Regions from separate parts of the Mus musculus genome. Here region 2 is linked to region 1. A link is a contact called in public HiChIP or PLAC-seq data. All regions are on one chromosome and are shown on one strand. Each heading gives the region's core, a stretch centred on a gene start, on an enhancer-like site or on the middle of the called end of the contact. The rest is flanking DNA. Distances are from core to core; before and after follow the strand shown.

What was found. HiChIP or PLAC-seq counts read pairs in DNA pulled down with a chosen protein or histone mark.
Region 2: a BATF HiChIP or PLAC-seq map of CD8 T cells shows a contact between it and region 1, with 14 read pairs. The contact joins the enhancer-like site here to the promoter of Mpzl3 in region 1. A contact is called at or near these places in 1 of 39 promoter capture datasets (neural stem cells), 2 of 484 Hi-C or Micro-C datasets (CD8 T cells and double positive thymocytes) and 3 of 115 datasets of contacts at active chromatin or transcription factors (CD8 T cells, bone marrow-derived macrophages and effector CD8 T cells).

Annotation. Positions count from the first base shown.
Region 1 is chr9:45,052,704-45,058,950 of GRCm38.p6, reverse strand. It overlaps Mpzl3 (myelin protein zero-like 3), which reads right to left and starts at 3,770. Exons shown (of 6, transcript NM_001093749.3): 1 at 3,633-3,770. The coding sequence starts at 3,708. It overlaps Mpzl2 (myelin protein zero-like 2), which reads right to left. Exons shown (of 6, transcript NM_007962.4): 6 at 4,908-6,247.
Region 2 is chr9:45,289,727-45,295,469 of GRCm38.p6, reverse strand. No RefSeq gene overlaps it. Among named protein-coding and RNA genes, the nearest start is that of Il10ra, 23 kb to the right of the region's middle. Within about 2 kb of position 3,594, at least 36 of the 459 cell types and tissues checked have an H3K27ac peak or open chromatin away from gene starts, as enhancers often do. A contact at or near this core is called in CD8 T cells and effector CD8 T cells, where this site is marked.

The DNA.
Region 1 (6,247 bases), core at 2,521-5,020:
AAAAACATATCACACAAATTCGCAGACAGTTCCCACAAGAAATTAATGCTGGAGGGAGAAAGGTGTCAAGAATGACTCTCAGTTTCTACTCAAAAAAGCCACTCACTGAAAGAGGGGAAACCAGCCACGAGTCTCACTTGGGGTAAGTTTACGTGTCTTTGATACCTAAGGGATAATGTCAAAGAACAGCATGTCAGGGGTCAGCAACCTATGACCCATGATTCAAGTGGAAGCAGATGGCTTTCATGAGAAAGGAACAAACTCATAATAATTAGCTGTCACCCTGCTATCTGCTCCATGGGTAACCCAGATTGTCTAAACCAATCAGTCTCTCCCCTGATCACACAGGAAATAGCTAAAACACTCCAACCTTTGTGTAAACAGAATTGTATCAGAATGCCACCACATTGGTTTGTTTGGCTGCTTTTGCACACCTGGCAGAAACTGAGAAGTGGCAGAGAACAGCTGCCCACACACCCTAAACGTTTACTCTCATTCCATTACTGGAAATGGCTGCCAATGCCTGCTTTAGAGCTAACACAAGATCTGCAGATCTGTAACACAAGCTGTTCCTCCAGCCAGCTCTCCACCCAGTGTCCCCGCTTCTCTCTCTCCATTTCCTCCCTTTCTCTTTCTGTCTCTTCTCCCTACCTCTGTTTCTCTCTTCCTTTCTCCTCTCCTTCTCTTGTCTCCATATTTCTATCTTTCTCTCAAATCCCTTCTTAAAACTCTCTCTACTCCTATGTTACAGCCATTCAAATCTTCCCCCATGTTACAGCGATTCAAATTTCCCCCCACTTTAGCACAATATCCTTTCAGACATTTAACTTTTGTTTTATTTTTATTTCGTTTCTTGAGACAGGATCATGCTATGTAGCCAAAGCTAGTCCAGCCTCCAACACTCCATCCTCCTGCCTCAGGATTCCAAGTGATGGGATCACCCGTGTTCTGGCTTGATATTTATTCTGGCCAAGTAAAACCAGCCACAACCATAAAAAATATGAAAATTAACAAAACCATTTAATGAAAAATACAAATCACATTCTAATAAAATAATTTTAGAACTGAAAGAAATTAAATATGACAAAATCAAAGGCACTGACTTTGTACATCCAAATTGCAAATCTTCCTATCTTAAATTTACATACTGGCATTACATGAAAAGGTGTAATACTGGGCTCTCCACCATTATTGCTTCCCTTCTTCCCTTTCCTCCTTCTCTTGTTTTTTTCAGACAGGGTCTCCTGCTTCTCAGGTTTGATTCATATTCACTATGCAGCTGAGGATGACTCTGAACTTGTGGTGCTCCTCCCTCCACATCCCCAGTGCTAGGATTACATGCATGCATCATTACACCCAGAGCTACATCCCCAGACCCCCAGCCTATCATTTATATATACTTAGCCAACTGAAACAAGCAGAATCAGACTTAAAACTGAAGGCCAATTCAAACATGACAACAATGTAAGGGTTTTCAGTCTCTGAAGAGGGATGGCGAGTAAACACTAGTGGGAAAGCAAAGCCCACCACCTGCGATTCAAAAGAGACAAAACGAACCAACAGACAACCAACCAGATGGAGCACTGCAAACACACCACGTGAAGAGAGCTACTCACAAAGGGGCGCGTGGCTGGTTCACTTTGTATTAAGTGCCCAGAGTAGACAAAAGTTTAAAGAGGCAGATTGGTGGTTTCCAGAGCCTGTGGGAAGGTCAGAATGGATACAGGGTTTCTCTTTTGGGTGATAAAAATGTTCCCGAAGTGGTTGTAATGATGATTGCACACCATGCACACTAAAAATTACTGAACTGTATTTTAGTGAATGAATAGGCCTGTGAACTACCCACCTTTGTTTTTTTATTTTATGTGTCTGGGAATTCTGCCTTTATGTGCAGCACTTGCATATCGGGGGTCTATGAAGGCCAAAGAGGATATCTGATTCCCTGGGATTGGAGTTACAAATCATGGTAAGCCATGACGTCAACTCTGTGACTCAAACCAGAGTCCTACAGAAGAGCAGCAAATGCTCTTAACCACTGAGCCAGCTCTCCAGACCCCTGGTTTGTTTGTTTTAAAGGCAGAATGTAAATCTATTCAAAAAAACCTGGAGGAGTGGGTGAGGAGTTTAAATCTATATCTTTAATAGGTTTCTACACAGTGATCAATAACTTTAAAACTATTAATAGAATGTGTCCATACTTGTACAGATCAGAGGCAACTCTATTGAATTGGTTCTCTCCTTTCACCTGTATGTAGAGTCTGAAGATGGAACCAGGTCTTTAGGCTTGCAAAGCAAGCCCCTTTACCTACTGATCTCACCAGCCCTCCAGAGTTAATTTGAACCATTTGTTTTGCTAGATTTGACACCTGCTCGTATATGTGAAATGACACTAGATCTACAAAAAGACACAATTTCTAGGATCTTTTTTTTTTTTTCTCATTGGGACAATATGTGGACATTTCTCCCTCCACAGCCCTGCTGTGTGTGTGTGTATGTATGCATATATATATATATATATGAGTTTATATGAGGTGACAGTAGGCCTGGCTCTGTTGTAAAAAGAACTCAGAGGGAAAACTGGACATTTATGATGACATAGGTAGCTGGGAGGGATCAGGGAGTGTGCTGGCAACATGCAGATTAGTCACCAGATAAACAAAAACCTCCTCATCTTACCTGATGAGACTCAGCCACCTAATACTTACACAATATTAAAGACCCCTTTCAGAAATGTCCATTATTTTCAGAGAAATGCTACAATACAACAATTCATTCTAATGCTAGCTATACCAGTATTCCATTTCTTAGGAAGACACACACACACACACACACACACTAATCAAGAGAATATTCGCATTTCAAAATGAAGCTAATTAGTTTGGATTGAAATTTAGAAATTGGAATAGCATGAAAGTAAAATTATCCAAACCTTACAATAGTGTCATTATGGCAACACTGTACTGACAATAGTTAAAAGATTCAAGTTTCAGAAGAATGGCTATGACTTTTCTTATACTTCAGAATGTTTAGAAAGTCCTAAGGTGCCTTTTCTTCAGCAATATGCCTGCTATAAGAAAAATCACACTATAACTCTTGTCTAAAATGTTTTATTTAAAAGCCCCTGAAATAAAATCACTAAGTCATGATTTTCCTTTTTTCCTCTTCTTCTTCTTTCTTCCTTTCTTTTCTTTTTTTTTTTTTTTTTCCTTTTTTTCCCTAGCCCTGATTGTGTCTCTCAAAATAACTGGAACACGAATTGCCCGGTTTCCGACCAGGGTGTAACAGCAACTCAGAACCCTGGCAGACAAGCACAGAGAATCTCACAAGAGCAGTGAGTGTCCGCCAAGCCTGTGCTCGCTGTGGTTTCGTCAAGGCATCATCAAGGCGGTGTCAAGTCTCACAAGGTGGTCGGGCTCTGAGAGCTGAGGGGAACCAACTCTCCGCAGTGGGAGGTGCTAGCCGGGAAAGAAAACCATCCCACACCCCCTCCTTCCCTTCCTTCCTTCCTTCCTTCGCAGAAGCCGAGCGGGGGCTTTTCTGAGACCCCCCAACCCGGAACCGGAAAAGCGACCATCTTTCCTGACCCCCCCGCCCCCTGCCGGAAGTGGAGTCCAGCCAGCTGGCGCACTCACCCTGGACGACTAGGATGCTCAGCAGTGGAAAGAGAGCGCAGCCACGGCCTCCTACTGTTCCTCTTGCCAGCTGCATCCCGACAGCTCTTCCGATACTTACACACCCTCTTTACGCCTCCCGGGGACCATGCAGGTGGTGCCGGAAGTGACGTCATGTCGGGAGTCACCTTTGAAAGAGCCGTCCCGGACCCAACCTCAATCAGGGACAAGGATTGTTACTAGAATCGTACCCGGTTACCCTCATCAGCGGTTCTTTGACTCTCAGGAGGATCTGATTGCGCTCTTCTGCTTCAGATTGGCTACAGACTGAAAAAACAGTTCTATTTTTATGGAATTCCAGGGAACCAGGCTCGATCCTCCGACTGTAATCCAGAAGTTATCTCTCTAGAATATCTAAGTTGAACCCTCACAAAAGATTCTCATACATTTGAAGTTCAGGAAAACGTAGGCGACCATCCAAGATCAGAATAAATATATCTTTTTTGGGTCCTTTGGTAAATACGTGCAAGCGTCGTCATTTGTGTACCTTTTAATGTAGCCATTACATCATTCAGAATTGGATGTTTATTAAATTACTGCAGTGACAGTGATGATGAAATCATTACAGTGTGTATTAAAGGAGAGGAGGAACTTGGGTTTGTGTATCTTTGCATTTTAAAAGTAAGGATATCATTATCACGGTACTTGACGTGGAATGAGACAGTCTAACATGCTCTGAAAGAAAGGGTGGAAAGGACCCCGCTTTACTGGTGTAATCACTCAATTCTCCTGGACCCGCCATGGTTAATGAAAGTAAAAGGGAATAAAAAGCCTCAGCTTTTGGAAATATTTCATAGCTGACATTTTCCATTGGCATACTTTACTAGACTTGGAAGCCGGTAGTTTTTTCTATGAGAAGAATCAAGAGTAGAAAAACAAATATCCTTGTTTCTAAAGTTCCCAAACTAAGTCAGGTAGGATGGCAAAAGCCTGTAAATCCAAGATCTGCAAGACTGGGGCAGAAGAACTAAGGACAACCTGGACTTCAGTCGTAAGACTCAGATTAGGGTTAGGTCCAAGAAATGAGTCTTCCAAATGTGTGCTATCATTTTGCCCATTTCCCAGTCCTCCAAAGCAATATGTGAAGCCTATAGAAATATAAAACTACTAGAAATTAATTTCATCAATTAATGATTGCTCTGCGTGTCTAACTCTACTATCTACCAAGAAAACTTGAGCAAAGTTAAACATCTTCCCTTGTTTTCCATTAACTGCTGTTGTGAATTTTGCAGATTTGTTTGTAAGCAAATAATAAAAATCATAGTTCTTTATTACTAAGGGTTTATTTACACAGTGATTCATGCATAATAAAAAATAAGTTACAGTACAAAAGTACTCTTAGGAAGGAGACACTGAACAAGAACCTGATATCCCATGAGTATTCAAACAAGACACAAGCTGCAAGTTCCCTGGAGACATTCTCTGTGAGTTTTTAACTACTTCATTACAAATATGAAATATACACAGGCCATCTGTTTAAAGAAATATCCAGTTGTTATATTCACAAGAGAAAATATAGCTCTAACTTGTAGCTTCAAAACTAGGTATCAAAATTTTAGACCAGGGTATGGTGGAACATGCCCTTATTCCTAGCACTAGGGAGGCAGAGGCAGTAGGATCTCTGAGTTCAAGGACAGCCTGGTCTACAGAGCAAGTTCTAGGATAGACAGAACTATATAGTAGTGAGACCCTGTCTTAATTTTTAAGGGGGGGGGAGGGAGAGAAATAAAAACAAAACCTTTTTTAGGCATTTTAAAAAGTGGAACAAGATGTATAGAATGAATTTCAAGACCAAAATTTATATTTAAATTATGCCAATTTGTTTGTAAAGACTGGGTAAAATTACAAGATCCAATATGTAGAAATAGAATCTTTTGGAAATTCCAGTTTGTTAAAAAGAAATAGTCTGTGTGGCCCAGTCAGTGAAGACTAAACCATCACATCGCAAAGATTCACCCTGGACCTGAACTTTTAGATGGTCTCTGTTCTCCAAACAATGCTAGTGTGCACAGACCATGTAACCAGACACAAAGAAGAAAGCCATCCCTCTTCTTTCCATAGGCCACTTGAAAAGTTTGCTTTATACTCAAATAAAGGGAAAAATAAAATTGGTTATTTCCATTTAGGTAGTCTTTGGCCCATGGCAAATTCTCCTTAAAGTAAGGTGAATTAAAACCAAAAGTATTTTAAATAATCTCTTCCAGTTCTCACACATAAGACTGAAAAAAAAAATGGTCATTTGCTTTGAGTTGGCCTTCTTCACAAGTCTATTTTCTTTTAAAGTTATCGTGTATCACGAAGTCTTCTAATAAATTGCTTAAGGGCTCCAGTCTGCAAATGAAGAGAATGTTGAGCTGGGGGTAAAAGGGAGCACACAGCAAGCACGCTGTCTGTGCTCATTACAAACCTACAGTCGGGCTAGATGTGGGGGTACACCCTTGAGTGAAGCACTTGAGAGCTGAGGCAGGGGGTGTCTCTAGGTTTCAGGCCAACACTGCATAGTCAGCTCTAGAGCAGCCAGCACTACATAGTGAGAACCTGACTAAAAATAAATAAATAAATACAAAAGTGATGCT
Region 2 (5,743 bases), core at 2,345-4,844, 240 kb before region 1:
AGCCCCTCTCTTCAGTTAGCCTGGCAAACAAACAGACCCAAGGGGTCCTCCTGTCTCCACCTCACCAGCACAGGGATGCTAGGCCAGCACTGCCAGGCTTGGGGATAGAACTCAGGACCTCAGGCTTGCATCAGAGTGAGCAATCTCCCAACGGATCCATCTCCCAAGGCCCTGTATTCCTCTTCTTTTTAAATATAAGCCTTTGAAATGTAGTATGTCTTTTATGCATTGTGCATTTTAGTTCAGACTGTCAAGTGCTCAGCTGCCACACGCCATGAGCACCTACCATGTGGGATAGCAAGGCCCTAGCATGTAGAAATGTAAATGAACCCACAGGGAAAGCAGGGTTCCACACAGGTATATGACACGTTAGTATTATTGCTTCGCCATTTCACATAGATAACATGGGCAATTCTTTGCATAGTTATGTGATTGTACTTTTTATAAGCTCACATTTCCACACAGAGAACATGGGATGTAGCAGGTGGTGAGTACAGCCTCTACCAGGGTGGATCCCATCCCTGTGGGGAGGGGGGCTGGCTATCACATGGCCTGTGTAAATGACGCGTCTCTGAGGCTCACTGACCAGTCTGTAAAAGGAGTTAAATAAAGTCCATGTCACAGGGAGGCTACAAGGTGAAATGGGCTGATGCCAGGCTCCACTTAGGACAGTGCCTGCAGAGAGGAAGCACACCACAGAGGGCGGTTATTACTGCGTTGTTTTTTTCTTTTAATTGAAAACACAGAACAACTGAAGGAAATGTTGGTTTATTAACTCAATGGCTTTTTCCACACCTCTGAACCCACATTTGACTTTTTTTTCAGTGTTTTTTTTTTTTTAATAAAAGCTGGGGCCCCACCTATTTCCTCTTTCGATAAGTTATAAAGAGCCTTGCATAACTTCAGCTTTTAAAAAAAAGTGCCTTTAGGAGCCCCTTTCCCCCTTTCCTGCTCTTATCATCTTTGGTCCCAGAAGCCAGGGCAGGGTCAAAGAGCATTCCCCGACTAAGACAAACGAACAAACCAAAGGCTTGACCCTTGACCCAGCAGCTTTTCTCTGGTCTGTCATTCAGTGGTTATGTCATGGGCAATTAGCATATGACATCTTGTTCCTGACAAATGTCAACTGAGATGAGATTGTTGATCTAGTCATAAGGAGAAGCTCTGCGTGTCCAGGATGTGGCACCATTACGTGTGGTAGATCTAGTGCCCTCTTCACTCAGCCTGAACAGCCCCAGCATGCTTTAGTAACCAAATACGAGCAGGGAATGCCTGTGTGTGCTTACAAGCCTGAAGCTCTGGTGTTAGGGCCCTCTTCCTAAGGCAGTGGCTTGAAAGGCGTACCTAGAGACTCAGTTGGAGAAGGTGTTAAAATTCTTATTTTGGGTTCAAGTCTTACAAAACCTAACTTTAAAGTCAGACATGGTAGAATTTATGCACAAGCACAGCACTTGGAAGCCCGAGGCAGGGAGATCAGGAGTTCAAGAACATCCTTGAATACATAGCAAGCTTAAGGACACCTTGAGCTACATGAGACACTGCCCCCAAACAAACAAATAACATAAAGAAAATGTTATGTGATTGCTTTATGGATGCCCGCTAATGTGCATTTGTTTACAGACTGCAGGGAATCCTGACACAGATGGTCCAGTCCCTTCTCTTAAAACCTCTCCATGGCCCTCTTTGCATCTTCCTGACATTTATAAAGACTGAGACGGGATGGAGACAGAGATAGAAGCAACGACTGCACCTACCACGTGGACCACATGGTGTTTGACCGGTGCCACTTGCCTACAAAGTTCAGGGTCACCTTTCCAAGCTATCCAAGACACACGAGTCACTGTCTTCGGAGATGGTGTGACTAACATGCCACATGCCATTATAATATCAAGCATTCCAGTGATCCTAGAGGGTGGGGAATGGTGTGTCTGAGGTCTCATGTTACCCTTGAAGTGTGTTAAGGGTATGGCTTAAGGTAAGTTTTTTCGACGGGCATGGTGGCACATGCCTTTAATCCCAGCACTTGGGAGGCAGAGGCAGGCAGATTTCTGAGTTCGAGACCAGCCTGGTCTACCAAGTGAGTTCCAGGATAGCCAAGGCTACACAGAGAAACCCTGTCTCGAAACAAACAAACAAACAAACAAAAAAATTAAGTTTCTTCCCTCTTTGATTGTCAATGTATTTATCTTGAAAAATGGAGATAATGAAGCCAACCAATCCCTGAGTTTATGAGGTTATTAAGTAATATTATAGGTGCAAATGAAATACTATCAGTACCAACTACAGAGCAGATAGCAGGTATTCATTTATTCAACAACTAAACATTTTTAGAAATGTGTTTTTGGGGATAATATATATTTGGGTTCCACACACACACATACATATATCAAAGATATGTACATATATACACATACATAGATGTGTGCCAGGCTCCATCCTAGTTTTGGGAATAAAAACAATAGGAGGTGCTGCCAGGCTGTGAGGTACTCTCCACATGCTGGTAGGAAGGAGGAGATAATGGGCCTCCAGTATGGATAGAAGGACATTGGGAGACAGGGCATCTCCCAGGATATGAGCCTCCTTGTTCCCCAGATGACACTATTAATTCCCCAGATTTCTAGCTATTCAAGAGTTGAGAAATGGCCCAGTGTTCTCTCCTCCTTGGCTGTCTCAAGTAAAACCAGCCTTCAGCAAAGCTCAAGTCCACCCAGAGAGCTATGAAGGGAGGGCCCAGTCAGGCTTCAAAATGCTTGCCTTGTTAATGATGTACAGCCAAGTCTTTCAACACTCCTATGACCCATTACCCTGTCACTTGGGTTCTGGAAATTTCCTCCAAGGAAATGATCTTAAAACCAAACAAAACAAAACTTCACCTGCAAAATTAAATCTCAAAATGCATTTCGACAAAATGCATGGCCCTTAGCCACAAAATCCCTCTCGTGACAGCCCGCCCTGAAGACGCCATTGTAGAGCTCCCAAGGAGTGGGCGGCACAAGGATCATCTATCTTAGCACTTTAAGTGAGAGTTTTTAATCTAATGTCAATTAAGAGAGGAGTTGACTAGGTAGATGTGGTATTTTCAGAAATAAAATTCAAAACACTGAACAGTCAATGTAAGCAAGAGTTCAGAGTGTCTATCTTGTACCAGGTGTCAACTTTATAGGTGCCTGATTTGGGGAACGTTGAAGAGGGTGCCAGGGCTGGGATGGGGGCAGATTGAATGTTTCATCAATGGTCATTCTCTGTTACTGAGCTGAAAAGACAGATAGCCAGAAGAGAGCTATGCAGACATGTAAAAAGATGTAATCTCAGAACTTGGAAGGCTGAGGCAGATGAATTGCCAAATTGAGCTCCAGCCTAGCCTAGACTGAAAGTAAAACCACACATACATATAGGTGTGTGTGTGTGTGTGTGTGTGTGTGTGTGTGTGTGTGCGTGTGCATGTACAGGTGTGGTTTCCATATATATGGAAAAAAAACCCTCAGAACTCAAAACTGAAAACGATTGTGGTATAAATTCTATGCCTTTGTAAAGATTCACCAAACCATACTGAGGCTTAGTGGGCGTTTTCTCTGTCATGATATCACCAGCTTCTGAGGCACTGTGGTATAGAGTAGCGACTACAATTCTGTGTTCTGAATATAAATGAATCTGCACAGCCCTCAGTGTCGGGATGTCCTAAGAAAGTAGAGCTTTTAGGAGGTGAGCCCAGAAGGTGGCCTTTACTAGTTTTCCCCAGGTCTCTGGCTTCCTATTTGTGGTGTCATCTGCCTCACGCACGGTCTCCCACCATGATACCGTCTGTCCCGAGGTGCTGCAGCCAAGCCCCACTAGAGCCTTGCTGCTTGGGCTTCTTAAGGACAAAGGAAGAGTTCAGATAGGTGATAGCTTATTTCCCAGCAGGAATGACACAAGAAAGAAGACTATGCGGTACCATCTTTAAAACATCAAAAGGACGGGGCTGGAGAGATGGCTCAGCCCTTAGGAACACTGACTGTTCTTCCAGAGGTCCTGAGTTCAATTCCCAGAAACCACATGGTGGCTCACAACCATCTGTAATGGGATCCAATGCCCTCTTCTTGTGTGTCTGAAGACAGCTACAATGTACTTATATACATATAATAAATTTTAAAAAATACTTTAAAAAACATTAAAAGGAAAACAAAACACAGTCCAAGCAAAACTGCCTCCTAAAAATAAACTCTTCAGATGCATCAAAGCTAACGGAACTTCCCCAGGTGAGCCACACTGCTCAGGGAAACTGTTCGAGCACAGAGAAATGATACTGTGTGGGAATCAGGGGCCTTCATAGTGGGCCTCGGAATGCTTTGGATGGTAGTAACTTTGTTAGTAAATGTAATTCTTAAAAAATAATTAAAGCCCTTTTAACTACAAAAGACTATTAAATCTAAAAGAAACCTGTGATTTATTGTGGGGGTTTAAAATATATGTAAAAACAAAAGTAGGGTAAAAGCTGGGAAGAGAGAGACACACGTGTGTTATAGGTTCTTGTACTGTGCATAAGAAAGTGTCACATGACCACTTGGAAGTAAAGTCACGTATATAACCTCAAGAGCAGCCAAGCTCACCCCAATAACAGAGTCAGAATATGCATAGAGCTGAGTTGGGAGAGTGTTGGCCAAGCATGCATAAAGCCATGGGTTTGATTCCCATTCCTATTTAAACTGGTTATGGTGGCACATGGCACATGCCTGAATCTCAACACTCAAGAGGGGAAAGCAAGTGGGTCAGAAGTTTAAGGACAGCCTAGATTACACAAGACCTTGTCTCAAAAAAAAAAAAAAAAGCTAGCAAAGAGAAGGTGAAATTACTTCATCCATCCAGAGATGGTGGAAACAAACAGGAAACAGGAAATATAGAAAAGATGAGATGAGGTTAAAAGAAACAGGGAGAAGTCTAACCCTGTCAACAATCATTTACATATAAATTAAAAGGCAGTAGTTGCAAGGCTTGGTAAGAGTCAACTACTTGTTGCCAACAAGAAATGCACTGTAAGCCAGCCATAGTGGTGCGTGCCTTTAATCCTGGCACTTGGTAGGCAGAGGCACATGGATCTCTGTGAGTTCGAGGCAGCCTGGTCTACAGAGTGAGTTCCAGGACAGCCAAGGCTGTTAGAGAGAGTAGCCCTGTCTCAAGCAAAACAAAACAAAGATACATGTTAAAGGTGAAAGGACAGCAGTGATGTACTGTGCTGGTCGAGGGGAAATTGGAGCAGCAATATTAATATCAAAGTAAATCAGAGCAAAAAAAAATTGCCAGAGATGGAGAAGTTCATGTTGTACTGATAAAGATATCAGTTAATCAAGAGGTTGCTAATGTTTACTGTTTATGTGCCCTCAAAATGCAAGGAAGGTGAACTGCTGTGAGGAGAAAGAGACAAATCTACCATTACAATTAACAGTTTCAACACCCTTCTTCCAGTAAGTGTGGGACTAAGCAGAGAGAAAAACTGTAAGAACATGGCACCCTTGAATAGCACTGTCCATCAATTTGACCCTGCCTCGCTGCTGGGATGCCACTCAGGGGAGGTGGAACAGTCCATGATAGGGGTCCCAGCTATGTTCTTCCGGATGAGAAACACTGAGATCGGGGTCCGAGGGTCTGGCCTTCCCCTATATGTCAGGTAGAAAGGGGGATGTCTGAGCCTTGGACAGGGCAGAATCCTGTTTGTTGAGTGCCGAGAGTAAGAGGATGGAGAGGCTGAAGGAGAGAAGGCCTTCTC